Linked DNA regions of Rattus norvegicus: region 2 is linked to region 1. The links are chromatin contacts, called in public Hi-C maps. All regions are on one chromosome and are shown on one strand. Each heading gives the region's core, a stretch centred on a gene start, on an enhancer-like site or on the middle of the called end of the contact. The rest is flanking DNA. Distances are from core to core; before and after follow the strand shown.

Region 1 (7,590 bases), core at 2,601-5,100:
TACATAGAAACAGTGAAGCCAGCCTAGGCTATATAAGATCCCCGTCCTAAAAATAGTTGCAAACAGTTCTCTGTGACAGATGGGCAAATCTGACCTATTCCAGTGGTCTCTGCCCCAAGAGACAAGAGACTATATAGGCTCGATATATGTGTGTGTACATGTGTATACATATATATGTGTATGTATAGTGTATATAATATATGTATATACATGCATTATACACATATACACATGTGAGGGTTTCTTTGTGTAGCCCTGGCTGCCCTGAAACTAGCTGTGTATGTAGACCAGGCTAACCTTGAACTCACAGACATCTACCCTCCCGTTTCCCAGGCGCTCTCTCACAGGCTCGCTCTCTCTCTCTCTCTCTCTCTCTCTCTCTCTCTCTCTCTCTCTCTTTCTCTCTCTCAAACACACACAACACACACAGCACATACATACTACAAAATCTAAACACATACTTCTAATAACCTGTAGATGAAAAAAAGATAGTAAGTAAATTAGAAAATATTCCTAATTTTAATGAAAATTAAAAATACAGGGCCAAGGCTGAGAAGTAAAGAAACTCACTGCCAAGACTGGCGACCTGCATCCGGGCCCCTGGGAAGAGAGTCAATTTGTGCATTTCGTCCTCCGATCTCCACACACATGCAGGGACACACTCATATACACACACAAAATAAAGACCTTGACTAAGAAATATCTTTAAATAGAAAAACTGACCGAAAGCTGTGCTTGGGTGGGTTTGCATCAGCTCGTGGGAAGTTCTGTGCGTCTCTCCCCAAATTCATGTTTTCCAACTTCACACTGACATCTTCAAACCCTCCATCCAGGGTAGGAACACTTATACCACAGAAACGTGTAAGTAGGGCCAAGAGCAGTCTTGCACACTTGTAACCCCGCACTCCAGAGGCTGGAGACAGGAAGATCGGGAGTTTGAGGCCAACCTCTACTATACAGTGAATTTGAGGTCAGCCTGGGCTCCTGGAGAGCCTGTCTCAAAAAAACATAAACCAGTAAATGGTGTTTTTTGCTAATTTTTTTAAAAAAGTCTGTCCTTAGAGAGCTAGAGCATGAACACTTAATAGCACAGACTGCAGGAAGAAAGAGTAAGGCTTCCAGGTCAAAAGTGTATTTCAGAAAAGAACAAAGAGGGAGGATGAGATGGCTCAGTGGATTAAGGGGCTTGCCACTAAGCCTGGAGACCTGAGTTCGATTCCTGGAACCCATGTGGTGGAAGGAGAGAAACCCATAGGAGACTTCTGTAAGTTGTCCTCTGAAGCCCATTACCTTGAGCTTTTTAGTTTTTTGAGCTCTCAACTCAAGAAACTAAAAGTAAGGGCAAATTAAACCCAAATTAAGCCCAGATGGTGTTGCCTGACTGTAATGCCAGAGCCTTGGGAGTCTGAAACGGGAGGCTTCCGAGCTCAAGCCTGGATAATAAACTGAATTGTATGTTGGCCTGGGCTATGTAAAGACTGTCGGGGAAGGACAGGAATGAGAAAGGTAAGAGGGCGAAGGGAGAAGAAGGAGGAGGGAAGGGAGAGGGAAAGGAGGGAAAGAGAAGGAGATAAAGAAGGAAAGGAAAGAACAGAAAAGAAAAAGCTAGGGGGCTGGAGAGATGGCTCAGCGGTTAAGAGCACCCGACTGCTCTTCCAGAGGTCATGAGTTCAATTCCCAGCAACCACATGGTGGCTCACAACCATCTGTAATAAGACCTGATGCCCTCTTCTGGTGTGTCTGAAGACAACTACAATGTACTCACATATATAAAATAAATAAATAAATAAATAAATAAATAAATAAATAAATAAATAAATAAATAAATCTTAAAAAAAAAAAAAAAAGAAGGGGCAGGGGCAGCGAGTCTGATAAGGAACTCCTGTTCAGGGTGTGCTCCCTCTCTGAGCAGCGTCCGGCAGATCCACCCAAGGGGGCCTTCTTAGGGACACCCCCTTCTATATCTTCACCCTTTATCAGTAAATGGAATTGCTGGGTTGCCTGGAAAGGGGGTGCTGGGGTAGACAAACTGACAAGGTAAAGCTATGGCTCACAAGACTCGCACAAGGGATTAAGCCAGTTTACAATACAAGGGTCTTCTCTGGCCCCTGAAAATCACAGTCAGACTGGGAGAGCAGAATGTACTGGATCCTGTCTTTTTAAGCCTCAAGCCCGGTTCATTGCTACCTTAACGTGTTTTAAAAGTTTAACTTGATTATTAATGTGTGTGGGCACACAAGTCCCATGGGCTAGGTGTGGAGGTCAGAGAACAACTATGGGAGTTCTGGGAATTGAACTCCGGGATCCTCAGGTTTGGTGGCAAGCCCCTTTATTCACTGAGCCCTATTGCCTCACAGCTATTTTAATGCTGTCATTTGAAATACCTCAAGCTGGCAACCTTCACAGCAAAGGTTTTAACTCTGCTGGAGTCCTTTGCTTTTCAGCTGGCAAGAGACTTTAACCAGGTCTGAGTGAGGGGCTCTTGTTGTCCGGTGCTAAGAAGCCCACATCCTTTTGTTTGTTTGTTTGAGACAGGGTCTCACGTATCTCAGACTGGCTGGAACTTGCTATATATTGAGGATGACCTTGAACTCCTGATCTTCCAGCCACTGCCTCCCAAGTGCTGGGGTTACACTTAGTTTATTGGGTGTTGTGGGTGGAATCCAGGGCTTTGTGCATGCCAGGCAAGCCTTCTACCAGTGTGAGCATATGGGATGAATCCGCCCCCATGTGACCTTGTCTTTCTATGCTGTCTGGCTTCTTCAGGCCTTCCCCTTAGAGTAGTAATTTTTTTCCCTAGGCCAAAAAATTCAAAAGATGTGGGTGGTGGCACGCACCTGTAACACCAACACTCAAGAGGCTGCGACAGAAGGATCTTGAATTTGAAGCTAGCCTAAGCTGCATAAGGAGACTTTGTCTAAATAAACACATAAGAAAAGGGCCAAAAACACAGTTTTTACTTAATGTATCGCTTTTACGCCTTCATGTTGCAGAAACTTGGGAGAAAAAAAAAAAAGAGAGAGGTAGACAGATTGCCAAGGGGAACCATGTTAAGTCAGGCAGCACCTGAATGGCTTCCTGTCCTCATTTTGATTGACTACCTAGTCTGTGGCACCCAACAATGTAGTCAGTTCCTCCCTTTACCATGTCCTGTCTGCCACAGTTCACAACGTCCCCTGTGATTCTTTTTGACAGACGGGATTCAGTAGCTCCCACGGGCCTTAAACTCGCTAAGTATCTGAGGCTAGCTAGCATGGAACCTCTCTGGTCTTCCTCCAGCTCCCCAGCGCAGGAATTACAGCTGTACCCCACCACCCCAGACTGAGGATTTCAGATCTCCTTCCTCCGTCCCCCACACACCTGTTGCTCTCAGAAAGTTCTTGTTCCGGGAAAACCGCAAAGCTGTGAGACCTCCTCAAACACATCTCTAGATAGAGCCTCCTGCAGGAAGACTGCGCTAACCCCTAGACGAGATGTTCTTATCTGGGGCTCACAGCTTCAACGGTTAGCAAAGGATCCTCCAGTAGCCTCGCCCACTGGCCAATCACCCACCTGTCATTCCTTGCCACACATAAACACCCTGACCCGATAAACATGCTCAGAGAACAGATTCTTGTCTTGTTTGCAACACTGTGAATACACTGACGCCCTGCCCTGTGGCCCCCAGACTTTCCTGCTGGAGGCGGGTCTGGCCTTACAGCCGGGGCCAGAGGGGAGGGAGGGTTCCAGGGTGGGGTGGGGAGGAAGGCGGGGCTTGCGCCCCAGAGTAGCTGTCCCGGGCCGGGGACGGAAGTTACACACCACCACAGTACGATTACTTTCAGTTTTGTTTCTCTTGCTGGTAGCCAACTGCCGGAGGCAGCGGCAGCGGGTTTTCGGGGCTCCCCGGGTCCCGCTGGGAGAATCCAAGATCTGCTGTGTCTGGGTAAGGGAAGCCGGGGGAGGCGGGTAGGGGTAAGAGCCAGAACCCAGAAAGACGAGGCTTGGGGGAGGGGAGAGAGGAAAGGGGAGGGAAGTGAGAAAGCCCGGGAGAGGGAAAGGAAGGGAGGGGGGAGAGGGCAGAGGGGACCTGGAAAGCTTAAGAGGACAAGCTTGGGGCCAGGCCTATCCCTCAACCTCCCACCTTGAGTCCGGAATCCTACACTCCCTGAGTGTAGGCAGCCGCACCCCCACCCCCACTCCGAGTTTTCTCTCCCTACACTGGGGGAAAAGTAAATCTCTCTCTCTCTCCCTCTCCCTCTCCCTCTCCCTCTCCCTCTCCCTCTCCCTCTCCCTCTCCCTCTCCCTCTCCCTCTCCCTCTCCCTCCCCCTCCCCCCCTCACCCTCACCCTCACCCTCACCCTCCCTCTCCCTCTTCCTCTCTCTCTCTCTCTCCAACCCCCTCTCTCCCTTTTTAAAAGAAAAGTCTCTCTGTAGGGCAGGCTCAGCCAGAACTCACTGTTGTAGCCCCAGGCTGTCCTGAAGCTCACTTTGTAACCCAGGCTAGCCCGTGTCAGGCTCCTGAGTGCTAGGATTCCACCAACTCTCCTTATTAAGTCGCCACAGTGCTGGGGACTAGTAGTACCTTTCCTCCAAACAACTCCAGAATGCATTTGGTAGGGAATGTTAAAATCAGAGGGCTCCAGGAGTCAGTCAGGCCAGATCTTCATGACCCCAAAGTCTAGCAAAAGGAAGGAAATGAGCCCCCCCCCCCCATCCTTCATCCTGATCAGTGATTACTTTCAAAACTAGTTGGGGCAGGAAGTAGGCTCCCCTCCCTCCTTCCCAGGACACCTTCTCAGACAGATGGACAGACAAAAGACTGCGGGACGCCGTCCGACATGGAAAAGCGGGGTGCTGTCATGCACCTGACCTAGGTGTCCTTCCTGGCTGCCCCTTTGAGCCCCAGTACCCACTCATAACAGGACCCCATGACCAAGATGAACGTGGTGGACCTTGCCTGTAATGTGAGCACTCGGGAAACTGAGGCAGGGGAAGCACAAGCTTGGACCTAGACCCTAGGGGTGTGGCTGACTTGGTAGAGAACTTGCCTAGCATGCAAGAAACTCCAGGTTCCTTCCCCAGTGCTACATAAACTGGGTGTTCTGTCACACACCTGTAATCCCAGGCCTCCGGGAGCAGAGGCAGGAAGTTCAGAAAGTCGGGGTCATCCTGGGCTACTTGGCAGCTTGAAGCCAGCCTGGGCTACATGAGCTGGGAAGGGCCTGGGCTATACCTACCTTTGGCCCATCCTGGTATGTTACTAATTAGATTACTCCATCTCTGAGGCCTGGGGGCTCCCTGGTCTCATTTTCCCCATAGGCTCAGCACTTCCTACCGTGTTCGCGTGTTTATGATCCGTGAGTGAAGGAGACAGACTGGAAGAAAGAAGGCCTTCCCTTAGTACCCAGTGCCTCTCACAACGCAAGCCAGAACTTACCAGACATCCAGGCGAGTGCGGACACCAGGAAAGGGGAGGGGAGGGACCAGGGTGAAGTGTGTTTGTGGGGAGCGGGAGAGGGGAAGAAACAAGCTAGGGGCATGGCCCGGTGACCTCTGACCTCTGACCTCTGCCCCTTCCCTTACAGTATGACCTCCAAAGTCTCTTCCCCAACCCTGCTGGAGGCACTGAGCAGCGATTTCCTAGCCTGTAAAATCTGCCTGGAGCAGTTACACACGCCCAAGACTCTGCCATGTCTACATACCTACTGCCAGGACTGTCTGGCCCAACTGGACATCGGTGGCCAGGTCCGCTGCCCCGAGTGTCGGGAGACTGTGCCTGTCCCCCCGGAAGGTGTGGCCGCCTTCAAGACCAACTTCTTTGTCAATGGGCTCTTGGATCTTGTCAAGGCCAGAGCTGCCGGGGACAGCCATTCAGGGAAGCCAACCTGCGCTCTGTGCCCTCTGGTGGGGGGCAAGAGCTCGGGGGGACCCGCGACAGCCAGGTGCCTGGACTGCGCAGATGACTTATGCCAGGCCTGTGCTGACGGGCACCGCTGCTCCCGACAGACCCACAAGCACCGTGTAGTCGACCTGGTGGGTTATCGAGCCGGGTGGTACGATGAAGAAGCTCGAGAGCGCCAGGCATCCCAGTGTCCCCAGCACCCCGGGGAAACCCTCTGCTTCCTGTGTCAGCCTTGTTCTCAGTTGCTCTGCAAGGACTGCCGCCTGGGTCCCCATATTGATCACCCCTGCCTGCCCCTGGCGGAAGCAGTGCGTTCCAGGAAGCCAGGCCTTGAGGAGTTATTGGCGGGTGTGGACAGTAATCTGCTGGAGCTAGAAGCCACTCGGGTGGCAGAAAAGGAAGCACTGGCCTTGCTCCGAGAGCAGGCAGCCAGTGTGGGGACTCAGGTGGAGGAGGCGGCCGAACGAATCCTCAAATCCCTGCTGGCCCAGAAGCAGGAGGTGTTGGGACAACTCCGGGCCCTCGTGGAGGCTGCTGAGGAGGCTACGAGGGAGAGGCTGACCAAGATAGAGAGCCAGGAGCAGGTGGCCAAGGCGGCTGCTGCCTTTGCCCGTCGGGTGCTCAGCCTGGGTCTGGAGGCGGAGATCCTTTCGCTGGAGGGAGCGATCACACAGCGCCTGCGCCAGCTTCAAGACACTCCCTGGACATCTGGGCCCACCCGCTGCGTGCTGCCCCAGCTGGAGCTCCACCCTGGGCTCGAGGACAAGAACTGCCACTTGCTCCGACTCTCCTTTGAGGAGCCAAGGCAATCCCAGAAGGACGGTGGGAAGGTTGGAGCTGGCACCCAAGGTGGAGATGAAGCTCAAAGCCAAGGGGATGACAGAACTAAGACAGGGAAGCAGGGCGGAGCCCAGCCCCTGATTCCCAAGGAAGGCAAAGCCCAGAACCCCCCAGAAGATGACGAGGTCCTAATCGAAAGGGGTAACAGACCTAACAAGAAGAAAAAGTGCAAAGGCAGGGGCAAGTCTGTCTCTCGGGAGCCCAGCCCCATCCTGAGGCCAAACCTGGAAGGTTCGGGCCCCCTCCCTCGGCCTGTGTTCTCCTGGAGTTTCCCCACAAGGATGCCTGGGGACAAGCGCTCCCCACGAATCACTGGGCTCTGTCCCTACGGCCCCCAGGAGATCTTGGTGGCCGATGAGCAGAACAGGGTCTTGAAACGCTTCTCCCTCAATGGCGACTACAAGGGCACAGTGCCGGTCCCCGAGGGCTGTTCCCCGTGCAGCGTGGCTGCCCTGCAGAACGCCGTGGCTTTCTCGGCCAACGCAAAGCTCTATCTCGTCAGTCCTGAGGGGGAAGTTCAGTGGCGCAGGTCCCTGAGCCTCGCCCAGTCCAGCCACGCCGTGGCCGCGATGCCGTGTGGAGACCGGGTGGCTGTCAGTGTGGCAGGCCACGTGGAGGTATACAAGAAAGAAGGCAGCCTGGCTACCCGGTTTATCCCTGGAGGCAAGGCTAGCCGAGGCCAGAGGGCACTGGTGTTCCTGACCACCAGCCCCCAGGGCAATTTCGTAGGGTCAGATTGGCAGCAGAACAGTGTGGTTTTCTGTGATGGGCTAGGTCAGGTGATCTGGGAATACAAAGGCCCTGGGCTCCATGGCTGCCAGCCAGGTTCTGTGTCTGTGGATAAGAAGGGCTACATATTTCTGACC
Region 2 (7,496 bases), core at 1,374-3,873, 100 kb after region 1:
TTTCTTCCTCCTCTATTTCCTCCTCCACTTCCCCCTCCTTCCCCTCCTCCTTCTGTGGTGTGTGTGTGTGTGTGTGTGTGTGTGTGTGTGATTAGTAATGACTCTCAGGAGCTTGTGCATGGTAGACAAACACCCTGGCTCTGAGACATCCCCAGAAGCTACTGCAGTTTAAGATGAACCAAGACTTTGTGAGAGGGAGGAGAGGAGGCCTTTGACTCAGCAGCCCTGTGTTCCAGGGTCCCCTGGAGGCCATGATGCATTATGAATCACAGCACCACCTGATGTGTTTTCAATGCGATCTGGAATAATTCTCAGAACACTGTAGGCGGCCAGTGATAATGGTGGATGTAAAATGCCCCCACGGGCTTATGTGATTGAACACTTGGTCTCCAACAGGTGGTGCTGTTGGTTTTGGAGCCCTGACATGATGGGGTGTACTCTGATACCTACACAGTGGCTGAGACAGACAAGTAGAAGGATAGAAGGATTTCTTATGACTCATAGTTGGAAGGCACAGTCCATCATGGGGGCAACATTTTAGCCTCAGAATCTTGAAGCAGCTGGTCTTGCCTCTATGGTCAGAAGGATGAATGTTGGCTGTATCCCTTGAAACTGTGAACCAACAGAAACCCTTCCTCGCTTAAGTTGCCTCAGTCTGGTATTTGGTCGTGGCAATGAGAAAAGTGACCAACACTGTGAGATTGCTTACACGTTTTACTGATGGGGAAAGTAAATTCTGGGAGTGTCTGTGGCTTGGGCTAGCTAGATTCCACTGTCATTAGCATCAGAAATACTTGGTTGCTAGCCTGTGGTGCTGCTTTAGGAGGCATGGCCTAGTGGAAGAATGTTAGGTCATTAGGGGGAACAAACACCCTTGAAGAGGGTGTATTAGCTACTCTTCCTATTGTTATGACCAAAGGCCTGACAAGGAGCAACTGAAGGAGGAAAGACTCACTCTGGCTTGCAGTTTGGAGTGATCATGGTCAAACGAGTGTGAGGCCACTGGCTATAGTGCGTCCACATTCAGGAGGCAGAAAGGGAACAAGATATGGGGCCAGGTTATAAAACCTTAAAAGGTACCCTCAGTTACCACATAGGCCAGTGAGTGGCTACCTCCTAATAGTTTTGAAACCTTTCAAACAGCACCACCAGCTGGTGATCACCTATTGAAACAGATGAGCTCAAGGGAGCCTTTTCACATCCAAATCCCAAACTCTGGATTCTGATCTCCAGAGGGAACTTAGTGACGAATGCCTTTAATCCCAGCACTTGGGAGGCAGACGAGCAGATCTGAGTTTGAGGCCAGCCTGGTCTAAAAAGTGAGTTGTTCCAGGGCAGTCAGAGCTACCCAGTGAGACCCTTTCTTGAAAATACAAAACAGACAAACACATAAATATACCACAGTGTGGTAACACAACCATAGCTCTAGCAGTCCATGGATGAAGACAGGACAATCCAGATATGTAGGGAGTTTGAGGTCAACCTGGGCTACAGGAGACCCTGTCTCAAAAGCAAATCAGCAGGGACTGGAGAGATGTCAGGGGTTAAGAGTGCTTGCTGCACAATCTGGAGGGCCAGAGTTCAAGTCTCTGCCTCCCTGTAATAATCAGGGAATCCTGCAAATGCCTATAACTCCAGTTCCAAGGGACCTGGCAGCCTCTTCTGGCCTCTGTGAGTCCACACAGGCGTGCACACACACTCACATAGACACATATATGCACATACATAAAAATAAAAAAATTAGAAACTCGGTTTTGTTTTGCCTTGCTTTCTTTTTTCTTTTAATGGAGACGGGCTTCTGCTCTGTAGACCAGGCTTGCCTTGAGCTTGCCTCATCTCCCCAAAGGCTGGGATGACAGACATTCAGTGTCACACCAGCTCTTGCTTACATTTTGTTTGTTTTAATTACATTTGATGGGACTGGAAAGATGGCCCAATGGTTAAGAGCACTGGCTGCTCTTCCAGAGGAACTGGGTTTGATTCTGAGCACCCAACAGCAGCTCACAACTGTTAAGTCAGTTCTACAGGATCTGATGCCCTCTTTTGGCCTCAGATAAACATGCAGGTAAAAACACCCATACACATAAAACACAATACTTTCATGCTTTTAATCCCAGCACTCGGGAGGCAGAGGCATATGGACTCCCAAGTTTGAGACCATCCTGATATAAAAAGCAAGTTCCAGGATAGCCAGGGCTACACAGAGAAAACCCTGTCTCAAAAAGTCAAAACCAACCAACCAAACACAGAATTAAAGTCCAGTAATTTAAAACATTACCTTTGCCTAATTATGAATGGGGCACCTGTGGGCACGGCACACACGTGGAACCCAGAAGATACTTTTAGGAGTTGGTTCTCTTTTTCCATCTTGCGGATGCAAGTGCCCACCAAGTACCCATCATGACACCCTCATATGCTTAAAAAGAAAAACAGGGTCTCGTGTAGCCCAGGTTGGCCTCTGGGTCTTTATGTAACTGAGGGTGAGTTTCAACTCCTGGGCCTCCTGTTTCTACCTCCCCAGTGCTGGGACACGAACCATCGTGTACCGTTTAGATTACATGGCACTGGAGATGGAATCCAGGACCTGCTGCTTTCTAGGCAAGCAGCCTAGCCACTGAGCTATAACTCCCAGCATCCCCCGGGGCCCTCATAACCCTTACAATGAGCTCACCCTTAAGAGGGTAGAAGAGCTGGGTGGTGGTGGAGCTCATCTTTAACGTCAGAGGCAGAGGCAGGTGGGTCTCTAAGTTCAAGGCCAGCCTGGTCTACAGAGAGAGTTCCAGGACAGCCAGGGCTACACAGAGAAACCCTGTCTTGGAGAAAAGAGGGGGCGGGGGGGGGACCAGAGACAAAAGGGTTAAGCAGCAACCGGTGCACAGTCACAGAGCCAAAGAATGCCTAAGCGCCTGACTCAGAGAGACAGCACTTAGAGGAATGGTCTGGATGGCGCAGAAGGCAATGGATCACTGATGTCAGGCTCGCTGGTGAATCACGATGTCCCTTTTTCTATAAAGAGGACCTAACACCTCGCTTCCAGTAAGGGCTGAATGAGATGATGCATAGAAAGGACTTGGTGCAGTATTTCTGGCACACGGGCTCAGGTAATGGGAGGAATTATCCTGAGCCAATTGGAGCCGCTATTCTTCAACCCCGAGTCTCATTACAGCTCATCATAATTCAGCCATAACGGAAGCCACTCTTATTTCTTCCGTGGGCAGGATTGTCCGCTTCTAGGAACACCCGTGGGAGCTTCGTGAGTCAGAGGAGACGGAAGAGCCATCAGCCTTGCCGGTGAACTCTTAGGACAGGGTCCTGCTGATGTCACCTCCGCCCCCGTGTACTCATTACTGGTCGTTCGCATCAACACGAGAAAATGACTGGCATGAATTTGGATATTTGTTTGTTTGTTAAGGCATTTGTTTGTTTCTTCTCTATATAGCCCTGGCTGTCCTGGAACTCGCTATGTAGACCAGGCAGGCCTTGAACTCAGAGATCTGCCTGGCTCTGCTAGTGTTCTCCAGTGCTAGGATTAAAGATGTATGCCACCACCTCTCAGCTTACATGCTTAGCTTTTAGAAATATGTTTTGGAATTTTTCTCCTCTCTCTCTCTCTCTCTCTCTCTCCCCACTCCCGTGTGTGTGTGTGTGTGTGTGTGTGTGTGTGTGTGTGTGTGAGCACCTTCACAGTGTCTATGTGGGAATCAGAAAACAACTTCCAGGATTCAGTTCTCTTCTTCTGTCATACGGGCTCTGGGGATTGAATTCAGTCATCAGACTGAGAAGCAAACAGCTCTAACCACTGAGCCATCTCCTCATCCCCTTTATTGTTGGTTTTTTTGAGACAGGGTCTCACTGTGTAGCCCTGATTGGCCTGGAACTTGCCGTGTAGACCTGGATGGCCTTGAACCCACAGAGATCCGTCTACCCCTGCCTTGGGAGCCAGTACTAGGATTAAACCTGCTCGCCACTACACCAACCCTCACATTCACATTTGTAAAGCCTTGAGCCAGCTTCTGTTATAGATGAGCTGACCTGTCTGATGGAAGATGCGTCTTCCTTTGCTGTAAAGGCACTGAGTGAGCCATGCTTTCTTGTCAAGGCTTGCGGGCTCAATGATGAAGTGTTCCCTTCTCACCTTCAAATCAGGGCTGGGTGGACAGCTTGGTCCTTGAGAGCCGCTCTTACAGGGGACCTAAGTTTGGTCCTCAGCATCCACACGCACTTACACTCTAGTTCCAGAGGCTCGGACACTCTTTTCTGGCCTCTCTGGGTACCTGCATTCATGTGCACAGACCCATACACACCCAAAATCAATAATATAGAACTTTAAAATACCTTTCTCAAATGAATGACTTGCTCCATGGAGTGAGTACAAGTCAGACTTTTTGTTTTATATATATATATATATATATATATATATATATATATATATAAAATGACATGTATGACATATATTAAACAACATATATACATATATAATATATATTAAACAACTATATAGAGAGACATATTAAACAAGATGAGGTTTCACTATGAGCCCTGGCTGGTCTTGAACTCAGTATCTTCCTAGTGCTGAGTTCCCTTGAACTCAGGCCTTCCTAGTGTTGAGATGACCGATGTGTTCTGCTTTACCCAGCCCTACCCATTACTTTCAGATGGAGACCTGTTTAATGCATTACAATGTAATACAGTGTTTGCACTGATACTTGTTACCCAACTTTGGATAAAGGGGTGTTTGCAAACAACACAGAGGGGTATGGAGATTGTGTGTGTGTGTGTGTGTGTGTGTGTGTGTGTGTGTGTGTGTGTGTTGACTGAGACAGAGTTTCTCTGTGTAGAACTGGATGCCCTGGAACTCTGTAGACCAGGGTGGCCTTGAACTCAGAGACCTGTCTGCCTTTCTGTCCTGAGTGCTGGAATCATAGCTGTGTGCCAGCACCGCCAGGCAGGTGTTGGGGATCTTTAAGGCCTGGCAGATTGCAGGCTTGGGAAGACAGTCTGGAAATGGATAGTGAATTGCACTGAGAAGTTCTTCTCCAGATAGGAAGCTGGTCTCTAGCAAAATCCAGGGCTGAGAGACCTCCTGCTCTGTGAACTCCATAGGGATATTAGCTCTCAGATGTAATCTGAACGCTCAGGAAGCTGAGGCAGGACATGTGCAAATTCAAAACTAGCCTGAACTACAAAGTGAGAGCCTGTCTTTTTTTTTTTTTTTAATTAATTTTTTTTATTAACTTGAGTATTTCTTATTTACATTTCGAGTGTTATTCCCTTTCCCGGTTTCCGGGCCAACATCCCCCTAACCCCTCCCCCTCCCCTTCTTTATGGGTGTTCCCCTCCCCATCCTCCCCCCATTGCCGCCCTCCCCCCAACAACCACGTTCACTGGGGATTCAGTCTTAGCAGGACCAAGGGCTTCCCCGAGAGCCTGTCTTAAAAGTAGAAACCGAACAATCCAAACACACAGGGCTGGGTGTGGTGGTGAGCGCCTTTGATCCCAGAACTCTGGAAGCCGGGAATGAACCCTCCCCTGGTGAGTCGGGAGGTTTTAAACTGGAAAGGAACAGACAGAATTGCCTTTTGAGGGGTTGGGGATTTAGCTCAGTGGTAGAGCGCTTGCCTAGGAAGCGCAAGGCCCTGGGTTCGGTCCCCAGCTCCAAAAAAAAAGAACCAAAAAAAAAAAAAAAAAAAAAGAATTGCCTTTTGAAAAGAGATCACCCTCTGGTGGCCACTCCGAGGATGGCAGGGAGAGAAATGGTCCCTGAGAAGAGCCAAGAAGCTGAGTTCAAGTACATTTCTTTGTTAGTCTTCCAGACTGCAAGGATGGGGGATCCTGTTCTCTATTTGTTGAGGGGGAGACCCACAACAGCCTTGAACTCTGAGATATTGGGCTCTGGAAAAGGAAGGGAAGAGAAGTGGAGGGAAGAGAGGGGAAAGGAGGAGAGAGAAAGGGAGGGGAGGGAGGGGAGGGATGGGAAGGAGGGAAGGAGAGAGGAGGAGAGAGGACGAGGAGGGGAGGGGAGAGGTCAGGGAGGGATGGGAAGGGAGGAGAGAGGAAGGGAATGGCCGTGAACTCCCTCCAACTCTAATTCTGTTTCCATCTCTAGTTTAAGCCCTTATATCTTCTTTTAATATAATGTTTTTATTAATTTTGGGGGAAATCTTACCATGCATACAAAGAGATTCAATTATATTTTACCTGGCCTCCATCCATAATGTACCCCTCATTCTCTGAACTTCCTGTTCTCTCTCTCTCTCTCTCTCTCTCTCTCTCTCTCTCTCTCTCTCTCTCAATTCCTATGTGTGGGATCCCCATACTAATTGCTGTGGACCCATCCACTGAAGTAAGTTCACCTACCAGGGTCGACGTTCTTTTTTCTTTTTTCTTTTTTCTTTTTTTTTCTTTTCTTTTTTTCAGAGCTGGGGACCGAACCCAGGGCCTTGCGCTTGCTAGGCAAGCGCTCTACCACTGAGCTAAATCCCCAACCCCCAGGGTCGATGTTCTTAAAGAAACCGCTTCTCCCTTCAACTATGACAGCCCCACTGGAGTGAGCTCCTGAGTGCAGCAGCATCCTGTCAAGTCCAGAAGACACTGCTTCACTCTAGTCTGCCTGGACCTGTGACTCTTTTTTTTTTTTTTCTTTTTTTCGGAGCTGGGGACCGAACCCAGGGCCTTGTGGTTGCTAGGCAAGCGCTCTACCACTGAGCTAAATCCCCAACCACTGGACCTGTGACTCTTAGAATCTTTCTGTCCCCCTCTTCTTAGATGGCACCTGTAGACTGAGGGCTTGTTCTCTACACTTCGATTAGTTCCGTTTCTGTGTTAGCCATTGTCCAGCACACAAAGGAGCTTTTCTGATAAGGTCTGGCTGGGAGCCACACTCATCTATATGTTTGCAGATACAATCTGAGAGGGCAGTTTGACAGTATGTCCCTTCGGGAATGTAATATAGTAGGTTCACGCTTGGGGTCTACAAGCTCCCCGAAACTCTTGGTTCTTGGCCAGATTTACCCGGGCATGTATTTTCTCCTGTTTTGATAAGGACAAAGACTGAAAGTCTTTGTGCACCAGTGACATGTAGGAGAATGTGGCGCACACAGACTGCCCCGCCCCCTTGTCTGAGAGGGAAATCTCTCATTCACCATTGCAAATACCAGGATAGGTGACCTATGAATTTTCATGGAGTCTCCTGTCTCCATCTGCAATCTCACTGTTGGATCCATGATCTTCTGCCTCAACCTCCCAAGTGGACATGCACACCAGGGAGGGCAGACCCCAAGTTCACACCAGGGAGGGCAGACCCCAAGTTTAGTTTTTTGCTCACAGTGTTAAAGCATCCATCCTCGCTTCTCCTGTTCTTAGATCCTGTTCACCCTTCAAAGCTACCCTTCCACACAGGGTCCCTCCTCAGCTCTGTTCTGGAGCCCACCAGTTCTTATTTGTTGGTTTGGTCTGGGTTTTCGAGACAGGGTTTCACTGTGTAGCCCTGGCTGTCC

The links. A called contact is a pair of places that touch in the nucleus more often than the background predicts.
Region 2: a contact with region 1 is called in a Hi-C map of the A7r5 cell line, with 2.5 times the contacts expected there. The contact joins the enhancer-like site here to the promoter of Trim56 in region 1. A contact is called at or near these places in 11 of 12 Hi-C or Micro-C datasets (the A7r5 cell line, the Rat2 cell line, Schwann cells and 6 more).

What each region holds. Positions count from the first base shown.
Region 1 is chr12:25,189,458-25,197,047 of GRCr8, forward strand. It overlaps Trim56 (tripartite motif containing 56), which reads left to right and starts at 3,851. Exons shown (of 3, transcript NM_001399685.1): 1 at 3,851-3,925; 2 at 5,302-5,430; 3 at 5,568-7,590. The coding sequence starts at 5,569. It overlaps LOC120095911 (a long non-coding RNA gene), which reads right to left and starts at 3,769. Exons shown (of 3, transcript XR_010056732.1): 1 at 3,361-3,769.
Region 2 is chr12:25,292,003-25,299,498 of GRCr8, forward strand. No RefSeq gene overlaps it. Among named protein-coding and RNA genes, the nearest start is that of Mogat3, 11 kb to the right of the region's middle. Within about 2 kb of position 2,624, at least 8 of the 93 cell types and tissues checked have an H3K27ac peak or open chromatin away from gene starts, as enhancers often do. A contact at or near this core is called in the A7r5 cell line, where this site is marked.